2 separate regions of the Mus musculus genome follow, and region 2 is linked to region 1. Evidence: chromatin contacts called from public HiChIP or PLAC-seq data. All regions are on one chromosome and are shown on one strand. Each heading gives the region's core, a stretch centred on a gene start, on an enhancer-like site or on the middle of the called end of the contact. The rest is flanking DNA. Distances are from core to core; before and after follow the strand shown.

Region 1 (2,818 bases), core at 315-2,814:
GCAGCCACTCTCTGTGGCTTTCTTTTTCTGGAAATCTTCCCAAATTGCCTGCTTTTGAAAAGGTAGCTCTACTGTGCACATGGGGTTAAAGTGGACTCTGCTCTTTTTCACTATGGGGGGGGGTGTAGACCGGGCTCTCAATGACCCCTCCCCCGAGGAGCTTCCTGGCCCATCTCAAGTGGCCTGTACAGCTTTCTCTCCTCCTGTAGTTAGGCAGCTCAGCATCAATATTCCAAAGCAAACTTCATCAATTCTGCTTTTAAAGATCTTTCTTTTTCCTTTTAGGATTAACTTCATAAAGCTTGAGGGGGGGGGGTGGTGGAGTGGAAGGGGAGGGGCAGGCATGTTTTAACCCAATAATGCTGTCAGTCAAGGTAGACATTCTGACTACTGTGCAGGCAGCCAGTTTCCAGCAGCATGGCTCCCCTTTTTTCTTTATCTACATGTGACTTGGCCAGAAGAGAGTTAGAAATGAAGACCAGATAAGAATTTATGTGCCTGCAGAAAGCAAAAGAAGGAACTATTTGTGGGGAGGAAAGAGAGAGAAAGATGGGAGGAAGAGAGCAATATAGGGGGGCAAGTAACCAAAAATAGGAATATGTATATGAAAATGTCCTAGTAAAACTCAGTTCCTCGTATGCTAACCAAAGTGATAATTAAAAGAAATTTAGAGGCCGGGAAATGGTTAAGAACACATTTTGTTCTTTCAGAAGATGCAAGTTCGGTTCCCAGTACTCACACTGGGTGTCCAGGGGTCATTTGAAGCAGTTTCTTCTACCATGGGGGCTCATCATATGGTATAGAAGGCCACCATGAAATGGTAATAATGTAGAAAATGAGGCATGACCAGGAAAAATGAAGAATCGTTACCATGTTTGTCTTGGCTCTTTGAGGGATACAAAGCTTAGTCGTGAGGCTGAGCCATGGTGTTATGGTCCAGAAACCCACCCTACCCTGTGTATTAAGACATTTCAGTTGAAGAATTTTATGAAATACTTTTTGCCTTATTAACGCAAAGAATAAACTTGTATTTCTTCCCTGAAAAATTCCCAAGGTATTGGTAAGTCAATAGCAGGAAATTCTTTTCTCAGCTTGTACTACCATGTAAGAGGCATCCAATTGCTCATGAATTGGCAGGCTAAGGGCACTTGTCACTTCCTGGTGGGCCACTTTCCCAGAGCAGGAGAAGGCACCCGTTACTGTTCATTGTGTTTCTTGGGTTATAGTCCTGAAGGTCTGAGCTTTGCTTGGATTAACGGGAACTGATGTTGAATCGAGTAGAGAGAAAACTGTTTTAGTATGAAGCTGTGGTCTCAGGTGGACGTGCAGAAAGCACCATGCTGAACAAAGGCTTAGCCGCACTTCCCTCTCTCATGCTTGGACTCAGGAAATGCTACTTCATGGGTTGCAGCTACTTGTCAGGCTCATGACTCAACAAACTGAAATATTTGCTAAGTGAGTTTTGGTTGCACAACACAGGCTGCTCACCCGCAGCACACATGATGCTAAACACAATTATCGGCAGGTCAGCTTTGCTGTTGGCAGGCAGCTATGAGGAGTAGGGATGGGGCAAGAGGACAAACAGCCTGACCCTGGCTGCAGAGGTCAATGGGATGTCACTAGGTACTGGTCACACTCTTTCCCTTCTCTGGAAAGTCAGGGCCATGTTCAGTCAATGCAAATGCAACATGGGAAATGATTCTCGAAGGCTACTTCTTAGTGCCAAACATTTCCTGGTTTCCTTTGTGACAAACACAAGGATAGTATTACTCTGTGTTGTAGTCTGGCTTCTAGTCATCATGTGAAGCAGTGCCGATGGGAATTCATTTCACAGAAGGACCAAGGTCTGAGGCATGAGGCAGGAAGTCAGGACCTACAGCCAGGGTGAGGACGCGCCAGGCACTGTCACTGATGATGTTCAGCTAATATTACGTATCCTCTGTCTCAAGTGACCAGGTTTCATCTAAAGACCACCTAATCCTGGGAACAAAGGGTCTGTTACGTGAGGGCTGGTCAATTGTTTTTAGCCAAGCTTCCATATAGGAAAGAACAAACAAACAAACAAACCAAAACAAAAACAAAAACAAAAACAAAAAAACAAAAAACAACAAACAAAAATACCAAAAACCAAAAAACACAAAACCCCCTTGCCTTTCAACCAATAAAAACACTAAAGTGAGAAGGTGCTAGCCATTTATACTTCAGACATAAGTTTCACTAAAATAAAACGCCCATAGAGAAGCATTTTGCAAGAGTACAACTAGAGTCCCATTTTCCTACAGGAGCCCATATCTGGCCACCAGGTACCTGGAGTTCCGTTCCTGTACTGCATGAATACGTGGAGTGGAATAGATAGCTACCCTGCCACTTGCATCGTTCTCTCTGGGCAGCTCCATTGTCCCAGTTAATGTTCGGTCAGACCATTTTTCCCCACCCAGGATGCTTCTTGGCAGATAGTTATTGTCCAAAGATTACTTTAACTAGACTCTGGATACAAGCCATGGTGAGAGAAATGAGGTGTGAAAGATGTAGAATTTACTCCCCATGAAAGTGGCCATTCCTTTCTGAATGTCCTGGGTTGGTGTAGCATCCACTTTCCAAAAAGCAGTTCTGAGTGACTGGCCTGGAGACTGCTTTTACTGCTCCCACCTCGTTTTTGGCGTTCACACCAAGCCCTAATCCACAGTCGAAGTCTGTGGGCTGTGACAGAGGGGCTATGTAATGGCTCTGAGTGAGAAAGGACAACACCTAAAAAACAATCAACTCTCTCCATTCAACTCTCTCCTCTTTGTTCCAATGAGTATATGGTAAGCTTTGA
Region 2 (2,700 bases), core at 105-2,604, 100 kb after region 1:
TCAATGGTAGTTTTGTAGACTTATACCTCCATTTTGTTTGGGTTTTTTTGGTTTCTTTTATTAGTCCTTTGTTTATTTATTTTGATTTCTGCTGGTGTGTGTGTGTGTGTGTGTGTGTGTGTATTGTTTTTGAATTCATTCCTCTTAAACTCATTAAAAATATAATGGTGATATTCGAGACCATTTACTGCAACAGAAAGGAAGTGATGTAAGTAGTAAAGGCATGGAGGAAGGTGGAGACTCTTGCATGAAAGTTTTCTGGTTGGCATCTTCTTTCAGAATGTGTTTCAGTGATTCTCAACCTGTAGGTTGTATAATCCTTTCATAGGGGTTTCCTGAAGCTATCAGAAAATATAGATGTTAACATTATGATTCATAACAGTAGCAACATTACAGTTGTAAGGTAGCACTGAAAATATTTCATGGTTGGGGGGAGCACAACATGAGGAACTGTATTGAGGAGTTGCAGCATTAGGGAGGTTGAGTAAGAAGCACGGTGCTACATAAAGAGACAGAAGGCTGTGGCTCTGGACAAGTATGAGTATACTCAGTAAAAATACCTGGAACATTTCTGTCCCTTGTAATACCAGAAAAGGGACAACCTTGCCCACACCTTGGTCTTGGACTTGAATTCTCTAAAAGTCACAACATTGCTGCCATTTAAGCCACCTAGCCTCTGGCTGTGACAGCTTATGCTATTGCTGTGTGTGCTAAAACAAGGAACAGTTTATTTTAGATAATTAAGATCAGTTATCTGCTTAAGAGCCAGGAGAGCAAATCTCATAGTCTTTTGCTACTTAATTAATCTTAAAACCCAAGGAAGCTTATACACACTAAGTCCCAAATAGCTGTAGTCTTCTATTCTTGATAGGATAACTCTTAGTAGGTTGTGTCAGTCTGGACTCCATTTCTTCTGTAGTTGGTGCTATAACATGATTTCACCACAGTAAAATTCTATTAAAACTTCAAGCAGGGCCATAGTAATATGTACAAGAGCCAAAAGCAAATATTTGCTCTAGGAAAGTATGTTAGTTCCCTTCTTTGCCCAAAGCAGGGTTTTGTTAAAATTATGTTCTCGTGGCCCCATTCATCAACGACAACAACAAGGGCCCCTTATATTTACACAGTTTCAGCTCCAACAAAAAAGAGATTCTTATCCATATGCCTCGAGTTCATCTCAACCTGCTCTCAACTTCTTAATTAAACAAAGCTTCAAAGCTAAGCCCAGCCTCCTTCTGGGCTTGTGAAGTGGCAAGCATGCCACTTTTCCTTCTTCAGTGGGGAGAGTGGAAGAAGAGAAAGAAAATCTCCGGGGCTGCTGGGAGCATATAAAGAAGCCCTGTGGCCTTGCTGGTTTTACCATCCAGACCAGAGTCAGGCCACAGACGGACATGGCTGCTCAAGGCTGGTCCATGCTCCTGCTGGCTGTCCTTAACCTAGGCATCTTCGGTAAGCTAACGGGGAATTTTTCTTTTCTATCTAGGTACTGGGAAAACCCAGAAGACATTTCAAATAGAATGAGGTGGTTTGGGCCATTAATCAAACTATAGAAATGGCTAAATTAAAGCCTGAGCAGGAAAGCATTTAGTTTGTTAAGTTTACGGAAAGTCTTCGTGAGTTAAGTGAAACCCTCCACTTGACTTATTAGGACCAGCTGACTATAAGAATCTATGGTTTTCTTTTTAGATCTGAGAGTAAAAGAATTATTACCAACAGACTTAGAGTATTAAACTGATCGAAATTCTTACTTTTCAACTGATAAAATTTACACATAATCATGAAGGCGTAAGTGCTTTACCAATTAGTTACTGGCTGTAACTTTAAGCAAGGTGCTAGTTGCCTACTTTATTTGCAGTTTTCTCAAACACAGTAGGAGCTTAAAAAGTGTTTCTTTGCCTTAAGATCATACACTCTGTGTTAGTCTTGTGTGCCCTGCTGTATTGGCTCCTAAGTCAAAGTAAAGACTTGAGCACTAGGGACTTGCTCTTCATGAGAGACTCTCTACTCTTTCCCCTACAGTCCGTCCCTGTGACACTCAAGAGCTACGATGTCTGTGTATTCAGGAACACTCTGAATTCATTCCTCTCAAACTCATTAAAAATATAATGGTGATATTCGAGACCATTTACTGCAACAGAAAGGAAGTGATGTAAGTAGTAAAGGCATGGAGGAAGGTGGAGACTCTTGCATGAAAGTTTTCTGGTTGGCATCTTCTTTCAGAATGTGTTTCAGTGATTCTCAACCTGTAGGTTGTATAATCCTTTCATAGGGGTTTCCTGAAGCTATCAGAAAATATAGATGTTAACATTATGATTCATAACAGTAGCAACATTACAGTTGTAAGGTAGCACTGAAAATATTTCATGGTTGGGGGGGAGCACAACATGAGGAACTGTATTGAGGAGTTGCAGCATTAGGGAGGTTGAGTAAGAAGCACGGTGCTACATAAAGAGACAGAAGGCTGTGGCTCTGGACAAGTATGGGAAAACTATTACCTAGTAGTTGTGCTCGCTCTCATTTCTAAAACTGGCATGCAGTCTTTCCAGAAAAACAAACAAACAAACAAACCAAACCAAACCAAACCAAACCAAACCAAACCAAACCAAACCACTAATCAAAGAAAGCTCCTTAGCAGAGGAGACAGTTGATTTCATAAACTCTGCTGAGAAAAGCGAACTTTGAAGTCAATGATTACTCAGA

The links. HiChIP or PLAC-seq counts read pairs in DNA pulled down with a chosen protein or histone mark.
Region 2: a contact with region 1 is called in an H3K27ac HiChIP or PLAC-seq map of the HPC-7 cell line, with 8 times the contacts expected there. The contact joins the promoter of Cxcl15 here to the enhancer-like site in region 1. A contact is called at or near these places in 13 of 39 promoter capture datasets (3T3-L1-derived adipocytes, the C10 cell line, the HPC-7 cell line and 9 more), 11 of 484 Hi-C or Micro-C datasets (bone marrow-derived macrophages, embryonic fibroblasts, embryonic stem cells and 6 more), 5 of 115 datasets of contacts at active chromatin or transcription factors (the HPC-7 cell line, bone marrow-derived dendritic cells, embryonic fibroblasts and 2 more) and 3 of 9 other capture datasets (adipose tissue, bone marrow-derived macrophages and liver).

Annotation. Positions count from the first base shown.
Region 1 is chr5:90,688,452-90,691,269 of GRCm38.p6, forward strand. No RefSeq gene overlaps it. Among named protein-coding and RNA genes, the nearest start is that of Gm36084, 25 kb to the right of the region's middle. Within about 2 kb of position 1,565, at least 117 of the 459 cell types and tissues checked have an H3K27ac peak or open chromatin away from gene starts, as enhancers often do. A contact at or near this core is called in 3T3-L1-derived adipocytes, the HPC-7 cell line, adipose tissue and 6 more, where this site is marked.
Region 2 is chr5:90,793,180-90,795,879 of GRCm38.p6, forward strand. Cxcl15 (chemokine (C-X-C motif) ligand 15) reads left to right here and starts at 1,355. Exons shown (of 4, transcript NM_011339.2): 1 at 1,355-1,449; 2 at 2,020-2,149. The coding sequence starts at 1,392.